4 separate regions of the Mus musculus genome follow, and all the other regions are linked to region 1. The links are chromatin contacts, called in public ChIA-PET and HiChIP or PLAC-seq maps. All regions are on one chromosome and are shown on one strand. Each heading gives the region's core, a stretch centred on a gene start, on an enhancer-like site or on the middle of the called end of the contact. The rest is flanking DNA. Distances are from core to core; before and after follow the strand shown. Region 1 holds the start of Srsf10 (serine and arginine-rich splicing factor 10). Region 2 holds the start of Ifnlr1 (interferon lambda receptor 1). Region 3 overlaps Eloa (elongin A). Region 4 overlaps Ifnlr1 (interferon lambda receptor 1).

Evidence for each region. ChIA-PET counts read pairs in DNA pulled down with a chosen protein or histone mark. HiChIP or PLAC-seq counts read pairs in DNA pulled down with a chosen protein or histone mark.
Region 2: a contact with region 1 is called in an H3K4me3 HiChIP or PLAC-seq map of bone marrow-derived macrophages, with 3 times the contacts expected there. The contact joins the promoter of Ifnlr1 here to the promoter of Srsf10 in region 1. A contact is called at or near these places in 1 of 39 promoter capture datasets (the SN4741 cell line), 1 of 484 Hi-C or Micro-C datasets (nephron progenitors), 5 of 115 datasets of contacts at active chromatin or transcription factors (bone marrow-derived macrophages, embryonic stem cells and pancreatic cancer cells) and 3 of 9 other capture datasets (adipose tissue, liver and pancreatic islet).
Region 3: a contact with region 1 is called in an RNA polymerase II ChIA-PET map of effector CD8 T cells, with 41 read pairs. The contact joins the enhancer-like site here to the promoter of Srsf10 in region 1. A contact is called at or near these places in 2 of 39 promoter capture datasets (cranial neural crest and stem cell-derived epiblast-like cells), 3 of 115 datasets of contacts at active chromatin or transcription factors (the SCID.adh cell line, effector CD8 T cells and embryonic stem cells) and 3 of 9 other capture datasets (adipose tissue, liver and pancreatic islet).
Region 4: an H3K4me3 HiChIP or PLAC-seq map of the 230-238 cell line shows a contact between it and region 1, with 15 read pairs. The contact joins the enhancer-like site here to the promoter of Srsf10 in region 1. A contact is called at or near these places in 5 of 115 datasets of contacts at active chromatin or transcription factors (the 230-238 cell line, the SCID.adh cell line, bone marrow-derived macrophages and 1 more) and 1 of 9 other capture datasets (adipose tissue).

What each region holds. Positions count from the first base shown.
Region 1 is chr4:135,854,819-135,857,518 of GRCm38.p6, reverse strand. Srsf10 (serine and arginine-rich splicing factor 10) reads right to left here and starts at 1,448. Exons shown (of 6, transcript NM_001080387.2): 1 at 1,228-1,448. The coding sequence starts at 1,292.
Region 2 is chr4:135,685,034-135,687,733 of GRCm38.p6, reverse strand. Ifnlr1 (interferon lambda receptor 1) reads right to left here and starts at 1,277. Exons shown (of 7, transcript NM_174851.3): 1 at 1,135-1,277. The coding sequence starts at 1,192.
Region 3 is chr4:136,005,731-136,008,430 of GRCm38.p6, reverse strand. Eloa (elongin A) reads left to right here. Exons shown (of 11, transcript NM_013736.4): 8 at 471-651; 9 at 1,208-1,319; 10 at 2,082-2,260. Among named protein-coding and RNA genes, the nearest start is that of Eloa, 15 kb to the left of the region's middle. Within about 2 kb of position 1,405, at least 22 of the 459 cell types and tissues checked have an H3K27ac peak or open chromatin away from gene starts, as enhancers often do. A contact at or near this core is called in effector CD8 T cells and liver, where this site is marked.
Region 4 is chr4:135,703,056-135,705,755 of GRCm38.p6, reverse strand. Ifnlr1 (interferon lambda receptor 1) reads right to left here. Exons shown (of 7, transcript NM_174851.3): 5 at 1,887-2,046; 6 at 1,457-1,587; 7 at 1-703. Among named protein-coding and RNA genes, the nearest start is that of Ifnlr1, 18 kb to the right of the region's middle. Within about 2 kb of position 1,420, at least 22 of the 459 cell types and tissues checked have an H3K27ac peak or open chromatin away from gene starts, as enhancers often do. A contact at or near this core is called in the 230-238 cell line, where this site is marked.

The DNA.
Region 1 (2,700 bases), core at 199-2,698:
ATCATCAAATATTCTAGCATTCTGAAAAGTATTGTATATTTGTTTTAAGGCAGGTCTCATTCTAGTCAAGTTGGTTTGGAACCCAATTTCCAGCATTAAGCATTCCCATCACATCCCCGCTTACGCTAAAATTGTTCAACAGGGTCAGCCATTAAAAATCTGAAATAAAACCATCACAGTATCTACATACTTCATACTTAAGTATTAAAACGACAAAATGGAAAAATTTTTAAGTCGTTAATTAACCACTTTTGTTTTATGCGTAATGACAAAGAGGATACAAAACTCCACAAAACAAGAAAAACCCAAAACCTCAGTTTTTCTTCGGAGTTTATTTTGTACGAACACGAAGAGTAATCCTGTGATAAAAATCTCTTCTGAAAAATTCCGAAGGCAATTCAAAGCAAAGGACAAGCTGTGAAAACAAAGCCCTTTACCAGGCGAGACTCGAACTCCCAGACCCGTCTTCTGAGTGCTGGGGCTACGCCCGGAGACAAGGCGGACTTTTATTAAAAGTACCGCCTCCGTTCACCCAAGTTAATCACGAAGGTCCCTAACGGGAGCGGTCTCTCCAGCACCTCGTTTTCAAAGAGATTTCCGCGAAAACACGTGGATCACTCCATTTAACCGAAAAATTGTTACACTCGCCCCAATCTCCACGACTCCTCTCCCCCACAGCAATCTCGAATCCACTCATCACCATCCACACAGATGGGGGAGATGGAGCTGCAAACCCTCCCCTCCGCTATCCCGTTATCCCACTCGCATCTTTTCCATCTTCTGACTTCGTAGCCCGAGCTGACCTCCGACTCGCGCCGATCCTCCCGCCTCGGCTTCCCCGAGTGCTGGCCTGGGCCGCCCCGCCTGGCAACCCTTTTCCCGTTTTCAACAACAAAAATCCCTTTCAGGCCGAGGGGGGCGTGCACCTCATGGAACGTGGACGTCGGATCCATGAGGGACACACACGTCCGGCCCGCCGGCTCGGCCCAGCCGCCGAGCACGCGGGGGAGGACGGGGCCCCCGAATGCCCGCCACGCGGCCCTCACGCCTGCTCGCTCGCCAGCGCTCGGCCCGGTGTCCGCCCTTGCTCCTGCAGGCCGGCGGCGCGGCCTAGAGCCGGCGCGGGCCCCGCCATCTTCGCCCCGCCCCTCCCCCGCGCCACGGCCGCCGCTCGCCGGGCGCCCGCGGCCTCCCTCCCCCGCGCAGTAGCTGCTCCGGTGCGCTCACCTGGTGTCGTCCGCCACGTTCCTGACGAACAGAGACGTGTTAGGGGGGCGCAGGTATCGGGACATGGTGGCGGCGGGACTCTGGGCCGGCGGCGCTAACGGGCTCGGGCAAACCGTCCGCAGCTCCGGCGGCGGCTCACATCCACTCACACCACACTCGCACAGACCCAGAGGGCTCCGCTACGGCAACTGCCTCTTCTCGCGAGACTTGGCTCCCGCCTCCAGGCCCCCTCCCACCTCCCGCCCCGCAGCACCGGCGGAGGGGGACAACGGCTTTTTCCCGCGAGATCTCTGGGCGTGCGCGCGCCGCCGGCCTGACGCGCGCACCGCGGCCTCGCTGCCGTTCATTGGCTCCAGGCGCGGGCTCCTCCCCTCCCCCTCTTTCTTTCTTTAGCGCTGCGCTTTCCCGCCCTTTCCCGCCCGGCCGAGCCCGCCATCCCTCCTCCTCTCGGCGAGCGCTCGGGTTAAACTACCATGACCGGGCTCGGGAGCCTCGGAGCCAGCTAGAGGCTGCTCCGGAATCCGCTGTTCGGAGTTGCGCCTGGGCTTCTTATCAGATCTCTGGCCAGAGAGAGGAACTTAGAGATTCTTTGTGGGGTTTGGGGGAGGGGCAGAGCTTTCGGCGTGCCGTGCGTGCAACTCTCTGCCTTTGCTGCACATCCGCGTCACCTAGGCACGCAATTCCCTCCCCGTGAGACCCGGGCCCTGCTGTCCTTGTCTCTGTTGCTCACATGCAAGGTGCCTGAACCCCTTTTCCAGCCTTGAAGAGGTGGTGTTTGTCTCTTTGTTGTTTTCTGGGGATCCAATCTAGGTCCTTGGATTTGCTAGCCAAGTTTCTTCCCACAGACCTGCCTGCACCCTAAGACAGACACTGCCCACTCACCCCGGCCCATCGTCCCCCTCTTGCTCCAGTCCCCCTCCAACTTTCAGTCCTCATCATGGGACTCCCCAGCTACAAAAAAACCTTGGCTAGCTGGTTTGCTTTTCTCCCTCTCCTTTTTTCTCCTCTCTTCTCCCTCCCCTCCCTCTCTCTAGCGCCTCCTCCCCTCTATTCCCCACGTTGAGGGAGCGGGCTCAGTGCTTTGTTACTAGTTCCCTCTTTGGCCTCCTAGGGCACCCATACACAAGTGGGCAATACACTTAGATTTTTATTATTGTTTTTGTGTGTGTGGTTTTTTGTTTGTTTGTTTGTTTGCTTGCTTTTCGAGACAGGGTTTCTCTGTACAGCCCTGGCTGTCCTGGAACTCACTTTGTAGACCAGGCTGGCCTCGAACTCAGAAATCCACCTGCCTGTGCCTCCCAAGTGCTGGGATCAAAGGCGTGCGCCACCACTGCCCAGCGCCCTGTTTTTAAATATGGCTTATATGCGTTAATATCTACGGAGTTCAAACTTATGAGTGAGAAGATGCACACATCACTTCCCTCACATACATCACACAGTCTCTGGTAAACATGAGGACTGCGGAGAGAATGA
Region 2 (2,700 bases), core at 28-2,527, 170 kb after region 1:
TTGTCTAGCAAGAGGCCACTCTGTATGTAAGCCCCTTAGTTTTAAGCCATCCGTGAGCCATCCATGAGCAGGACAGGCCCAAAGTTTGAGCTTGGCCACATGGGGAAAGTCACAGTTCAGAGTTGCCACACTTCACAGAGTCTTCAAGGGTTCCAGGGACTGGTATAGCACTGTATAAAATGTCATTCAGTCCTCAGGACAGACTACCCCTTGGGGCAAGGTGTTACCCACAGCCATCATCAAAGAGACACGGCTCAGAGATCAATGTTAACTAAACCAGTTTGTGTCAGGGATGGAACATAATCCCGTGTCCCCCAAGACCCTCGTTAACTCAAAAACACTGCTACAGAGCTGTGAGCTCGCTCAGGGCAGGGGCAGCACTGGTCATGGGCAAACCTAGGGCTCAGCCTTATTCCTCTGCCCTGTGTGTGCCCCTCTGGGGTACTTCTAAAGCAACCTATGAAGTGCTCTGAGCCTCAGTTTCCCTCACTTAAAAATGATGACTGTCTACCACTTAGAGCAGCTGGGTTGAAAACCTTAAGGAGAACACAGTGGCCAGGACAAAGAAGCAACCAAAAATAATATGAACGTTTATGATTGTTTATCGGCTCTAAGAACCCTTCCTGCTCCTTTGACTGCGTCTAGGACTCTGAAGTATGCCCATGGCTTCCTCCCTGGGGAAGTTGATGAGTGGAAAATTGGGGTTCGGTGCTTGGGTCCTGGCCTCGGGTATTCTGTGCCCCGCTGTCTTACCAGATGAAAGACAAAGAGAGAAAATGCCCCGTTAAAGAGTCTCCTAGCAGGGACCAGATCAACCAGAGCTGGATCCCGGCAGCTCCTGTATGTCCCCTATTAAAAGTGTCAATCAGGTATGCACTCTGGGATTCGGTCAACAAATACAGTCAACGCTTTCCGGTGTCTGTGCCTGGAACTCCCGGCCCTGCCTGGAATAAGGAAACCGGGATCCTTTCGTCCAGAAAAGGCCGTCCAAGCTCAGGATTGTTTCACTCTGGGACCAAGCAAACCCGCGGCAAGTGTACAGAATCCCTGAGGCCCAGCACCAAGTCCCCTCTCGGGACCTCGGGTGGGTGGCACATCTTCGCGGTCCCCGCGGTCCCCGCGGTCCGTACTTACCTAGGGCGCTCTGCAACAGGAACAGGAGTAGGGGCGCCCACCGGTCGGCCCGCCACATTTCGGTCCCTGGGGTCCCCGCCGCCCGCCGCAAGGCCCCTGGGCGGCAGGTGACAAGGGCGGCGGCCCAGGGAGGAGGAGCCTCCGGCGGTGCCACCGGTGGGGATTCACCTAGGGCTGCCCCGCGTCGCCTGCCGTGGGTGGGGGCGGGGCTCTCAGTAACATTTTTTAAAAATCAGACAAGAAATCCAGTTCTGGGGTTCCGTTGAGGAGTAAATAGCACCTAGGGTAGAGTTCGAGGAGACTGGCAAGACTCCCGTTTTGCAGGCGGAGCGGGGGATGGCACCCAGCCTGTCTTGCGAGTTTCTTACTGAGTTTCTGCAGGAATTCCCGGCAGGCTTGTTACTCCCCGCCTACATCGCGGTAAAAGCTTGGAGGAGGCTGTCCTAAGCTGCAACGCGGTCTGTGTCGCTACTAACCAGAAAGGACATCGCTTCAGGCTTTGTTTTCTATCCTGGAGCAGGGGACACTTCATTCCACCACACAAACCATTCTAACTAGCCAAGTGGGAAACGCTGGTTTTGTAAACAGAAGGGCCGAAACCAGAAACCTGCGAAACCACGGAAGGGGAAGCGGGATCTTTCTAAATTACTCTCCTTATAGGTAGAGTCGGGACAAGGCTAGGACAACAACGTGTGTGTGTGTGTGTGTGTGTGTGTGTGTGTGTGTGTGTGTGTGTCCTTTTGTGTGTAAGGATTAAGGGTTATGGACTTCATCTTCTGCATTTTGCCTGCACGGAGTGCGAATGGGGAGTTGGGGTGGATACCACATAGGTACATTGATATCTCTATGGAATTGTTGCAGAATACATACAAGATAGAAAAAGAACAAAAGCTGGACTTTTGGAAAGCAGGCCATTAGCTCAGGTTTCTCTTGATCTCCTGGGGGATTCAATAGACAGCTTAGTTTCTGTCTGGGGACCCAACTTTAACTCGAGTTATTTTGATTTGATTTTTTTTTTAAACTCTGCTCTGTTCAGGCCCAGCACAACAAGAGGTGTCTGGGATTTTTTAAACTACATTCGAGAAGCACAAAAACACATCCTAAAATTATGAGCTTTTTAAGGTACACACCTGCAATCCCAGCCCTGGGTTGATAGAGGTTGGGGGACCAGGAGTTCAAGGTTAACCTTGGCTATGTAAGAAATCAATCATTATGATCCATTTTCAGTATAAGGTGTGTTTAGGGCTCGTCAGAGATGGTGGAGGGGCTCTAGGCCCCTTTTTCCTCTGCCTAGCAGCTGGTGTCTGCTTCTCTAGGTATTGTCAGTGTGTTCTAGGGTTGAAAGTTACAGGTAGTCTGCCCGCCTGTAAGCTCACATATCAGAAAAGGAAAGGTTTGTGTCCTGTACCATTTAGATAAGGAATTCCGGAAGGGGACAATACTAGACAGCAGGTAGATTTTAGCTCCCTGAAGAATTCAGCCAATGGGAACCAAAGAGAGCCGAGAAATGAGATTAGGGGCATAAAAACCATTTTTGTGTCACATTTGGTGCCCCAAACATGTTTG
Region 3 (2,700 bases), core at 156-2,655, 150 kb before region 1:
TTCAGACACACCAGAAGAGGGCGTCAGATCCCATTACAGATGGTTGTGAGCCACCATGTCATTGCTGGGAATTGAACTCATGACCTTTGGAAGAGCAGTCAGTGCTCTTACCCCCTGAGCCATCTCTCCAGCCCCCCCCCCCGCCCCCTTTTTTTTTTTTGAGACAGGGTTTCTCTGAGTAGTCCTGGCTGTCCTGGGACTCACTCTGTAGACCAGGCTGGCCTCGAACTCAGAAATCCACCTGCCTCTGCCTCCCAAGTGCTGGGATTAAAAGGTAAAGGCGTACACCACTGCCTGGCATTTTTTTTTTTTTTTTTTTTAATTTAGTGATTTGCCTTCTTCCTAGTATTGTGGTACTGCTACTAAGTCAACCTGCCTCCCCCATACTATTAGGCATCGGGTCCTGTGTAGGTAAAGGGGAGATAGGAAGGAGAGCGTGTACACAAGTCATGCCTTGGTCCTGGTTTCAGGTATTAATTGAAGAAACAGATCAGTTGTGGAAAGTTCACTGTCACCGAGACTTTAAGGAAGAAAGGCCAGAAGAGTATGAGTCCTGGAGGGAGATGTACCTGAGGCTTCAGGACGCCAGAGAGCAGCGGCTGCGCCTGCTCACAAACAACATCCGCTCTGCTCATGCCAATAAGCCAAAGGGTAAGGAAGCGCAGCTGAGCCTTCTGTCCAGGCTGCTCCCGAGTGCGGGTTCACAGGCCCCGCAAACCTTAGAAAGCTCTAGACCAGTGGCCATGGGTTGTGACTCCTTCTGGGGGGTTCAAAAAGTCTTTCACAGGGGTTGCCTAGAACCATTGGAAAACACACATAAACTTACATTACCATTCATAACAGTAGCAAAATTATAGTCAGGAAATAACAGTAAAATACTTTTATAGTTGGGGATCACCACACATGAGGAACTGTATTTTTTAAGATTTATTTATTTATTTTTGTGTATGAGTACATTGTTGCTGTCTTCAGACACACCAGAAGAGGGCTTTGGGTTCCATTACAGATGGTTGTTGTGAGCCACCATGTGGTTGCTGGGAATTGAACTCAGGACCTCTGGAAGAGCAGTCAGTGCTCTTAACCGCTGAGGAACTGTATTAAAAGGTCACAACATTAGGAAAGTTGAGAACCACTGCTCTAGACCCTCACATTGGCAGCAGTTCCTTTGAGTATGAAGGTAAATATTGATGTTTGTATTTCTACTCAGGACGACAAGCAAAGATGGCTTTTGTCAACTCTGTGGCCAAGCCACCAAGAGATGTCCGAAGAAGGCAGGAGAAGTTTGGAACCGGGGGAGCAGCTGTTCCTGAGAAAGTCAGGTAAAATCTCTCTGCTGCAAGAGCATTACCCTGAAGGAGAGCTGGGGGGCAGGAAGTGACTCATTTGTGGTGGAGTCACTCAGTGGAGAGTGTTCTTGAGTGGTTACCAGAGCTGTACCTTCCTCTTGGCCTTTGCTTAGGTGATCATTTCTGCTACATGCATGTGTTCTTGTAGGCAGAGAACAGGACCTGACTCAAGAACGGGCCCCTTCTGCATTAATTTTTCTCACTTATACCCCAAAACTGTTTTTATGTTTGAAGATATAGCTATGCCAATAAAATGCTTAAGCCTAGGTTGATTCTCACACCGGTGTTACCAGGCAGATGGCTGGTGTGCACTTGTGATCCTAGTGCTGGGGAGCGAGTCCCCGGCCAGCCTAGCCTGTGCAGTGAGCGCTGGGTCTCAGTAAGACTCTGTCTCATAGCCAGGTAGCTCCTGAGAAATAACAGCCAAGGCTGACTTGGCCTCCACATGAACAGATGCCCTGGTACCCACATCTGCATACATATAAAAGAAAACAAATTTCCAGGGTGACTAGATTTTTTAGGGCACATGAGCATTTCCAAATTATAGACTGACATTTTAACAGGAAAAGCTTAGTGTGACTGTCACTCTCAATAAAGGGCTAACAGCTGTATCTGAATCTTCACCAGCACTCAGTGTACCAGGCCCACTGCACAGAGCCCCAGTGAAGTCACCCAGCAACAGCTCTGTTGAGATTGTGTGCTCCCAGCTAATTGTCAGCTTTGTCTGTATTGCAGGATAAAGCCAGCGCCATATACAACAGGAAGCAGCCATGTTCCTGCCAGCAACAGCAGCAGCAACTTCCACTCCAGTCCTGAGGAGCTGGCCTATGATGGGCCCAGTACTAGCAGTGCCCACTTAGCTCCTGTGGCCAGCAGTTCTGTTTCCTATGATCCCAGGAAACCAGCTGTGAAGAGTAAGCAACTTTGGTGGGAACAGGGCTGTGGGCCAGTAGGGATCCTGACACAGATGTTAACTGAGCCAAGGACAGGCTGGCCCTCCTCAGGTGTTTCGTGTTTATTAGCTCATGGTGAGACCTGTTGCTGCTCTGGGAAGCTGCAGGGTCTGGGTACTATTGAATGTGTGAGTTGGAAAGTTAAATTGTCGGCATTGTGGCCTCAAGAGTCAGCAAAGACTTCTGATTTGCCTCTTAAGCCGCCATGAGCACAGCGGCCAGTCTTGGAAAGCTGTGGTGTCAGAGGTACTGGTGGTTCTGCACCTACAGGGTCTGGTAGAGTCTGCCCCATTTCATGGGGATTCTCTGACAGCTTTTCAGACAGTTCCTGCTAGTCACTTCATTTGTGTGTAGAGTGAAGTACACAGCCAGGGAATACAAACTCAGTCTGGCTTTGCGTG
Region 4 (2,700 bases), core at 171-2,670, 150 kb after region 1:
CTTCCTCCTCCTCCTCCTCCTCCTCTTCCTCCTCGTCCTCCTGTTCCTCCTCCCCCTCAGGATTGTTGACCCAGCAGAAAGTCAGTGTCTGAAGAGAAACTGGGGGCTCCACAGGAGCCAGATCTCTCTTTGAGGATAAGGAACCAGAAATCCTCCACCCGGAGAGGCCATCCTTCAGAGGCTCTTCCACGGTGCCCAAGTCCTCAGAAAATTCCAGGCATGGGAGAGCCTCCTGGAGCCAATCCCCACAGGGCGCCTGGTCCGGCTCCTTTCGGTCCAAACAGCTGGAAGACCCAACTTCATCCTTATATGAGGAGTCCCCTGTGCTGGACCAGCTCCTGTCTGAAGAGTCCCATGCAGAGGAGCCGTCACTCCCAACTGGGGATGTCCAAGGCCCCCCTGAATCCACCCCAGACTCGTCTGTCTCCGAGTGTTCCATAACCCGGGGCTTCTCGCTGATGAAGAGGGGCCGTTCCAGGTAGGGCTGGACGCTGTCACCGTCGTCATCGTAGTCTGTGTCCTCGTCTTCATCCTCAGTACTGTCTCTTTCTGGTCCTGCCTGTAGCGTGGCTGGGTTTCTGACCTGAGGGGCTGGCCTGTTCCTTATGGTCAGTTCCTTCTGGGGACAAAGGATCAAGTCATCAGAGAACTCAGGTCCACTGGGCTGAAAGGTTGCCACTGGGTATCTGTATTCAGAAAAGTCCTGATGTAAGAAAGAGAAGGGAGAGAAGGTGAGTCCAGCTTCTTGAAGCATGACCGGTTGAGCCTGGGGCAATAACAATAGTTCCCTAGCAATAGTCCACACGGCTTCAAGTGGAAGTTATTTCTTTGGGAGCTGTTTCCAGAAAACACCAGGGCCAAGCACCGTGGGGGCGGGGGGAGTTTTGCAGGCTCTACAGGCTTTTGAAACTACTCCCTGCTGTGACACACAGGGAGTCTGTCCTCAAAGCCTCTCACTGCCCACTTGTGGTCCAGCTCCTGTCTAACTTCTCTAGGCCTCTCCCTTCCCCCAGCTAGCTCCCGGATCTGACAGAGGAGTTAGCATCCCGAAACTGGCCTGGTGCCGCTCAGCCTTGGTTAAGTTGTAAACTAAGCATTTGCTGGCTTAAAAGATGCTCCCGGCTGTACCACTTCCCAGCCCACACACTCTGGTCCTCTCTTCTGGGTCTCAGGGCTGCGTGTGCCTCTTTGCACCTGACAACGCCTTAGCAGAAGGTTCGGTGATTCCACGGAAGGGGACTTAGGTATTTCTCCGGGCAGGGGGCGGGGCAGGTTTGTTAGTGGATTTGGGGCTAAAGGTATCCACCCCCTGAAGTGGGGGTCTAGACACCGAGGCAAGATGGGCCAGTTTGATATTCTGTCTGAAGTACTGGAAACTTAGCCCTACTTCCTGCTACTCAACACCTCACTTCTATACACCCCATCATGCCTTCTAGACACTCCAGATATGCCATACCAGTGCCCGGGGCGTCTTCACCCCCTGAAACCAGGGGTTTCCTTTCATTATCTTCCATGCCACACCTGCTGCAACGGCTGCTATCAGTAGAAGCAAGAGTGAGGGCATTGCCAGGACAGCTCTTTTGTCCCCTAGGGAGGAAAGAACACAGTAACTGCTGACAGAACAATGGCCCCGTCCCTCAGTGAACCGAGTGTTTCCGGTGACAGTCCTGCTCAATCCCAGGAGAATAAGACCATTCTAGTGGAAGCCAAGTCTCAAAGAGGTTATGTAAGCTACCTAAAGACACACAGTCACTGTGATAGAGCTGGGATTTCGATCTGTCTGTCAGTTTATACTTTGAACCATTCAATCATGAAACTTCTGGTGTCCCCGGAGTGGCATGGGAGGAGGGAGGGGATGTTCCACTCCAGTGCTGCTCTGCACCCACCTGGAGCCTCTAGGAAGATGCAGCTGGGCTCAGAGAACTGGCTGTACTTAATGTCAATTAAGGTATAGACGGTTCTGGCGCTGAGGCAGTGGCGTCGGCTAGCACCTTGCTGGAGAGGAATCTGCACTGGCTGGCCATAGGGAGTGTCAGGAAACAGGGTCTGTTTGGAGAAGCAAGCGGCAATGAGCATGCGCTGAGCTGACGGATACCGGTGGTGGAAGTGGCCAGGTGAGGTGGGGTAGGGACCACGGAGCTTTCTTTTCTCTTACATTGTAGAGCAAGCACTAAGGGCATTTTCTACAACCTGGTTTCTTCTCAGCCGAATCTCCTCGTGCAGATCGTTGGGGTTCAAAAGAAGCCGGCTACTTTGGGTCACTCCTGTATAGCTCACCAAGGCCGGGGAGGGTCCCCGCTTCAGGAGGAGTTTCTACAGGTTTCCAGCCCTCGGGCCTCCCAGTCCACGGGGATGAGGGTCTCAGTCACCCAGCTCAGTGCCCCAGCTGCCCAGTGCAGTACAGGCAGGGTAGGTGACTAGTGCAAATGGAGATACACCCAGAGTACAAAATGCTTATCGGTTTCCAAAGGTGGAGGAGTAGAAGAGAGCAAAACAGCTCAGCGGTTGTATATGCCATGGGATAAAAGGCAGGGGGATCTCTAGTTCCAGGCGAAATACTAAAGTGGAGCCATGTGGTTCATGCCTACAATACCAACACTTAGGAGGTGGAAGCAGGAGGATCAGGGGTTCAAGGTCATTTTTGGCTATAGAACAAGTTCAAGGCCAGCCTGGGCTTTAGGAACTCCTATCTCAACTACC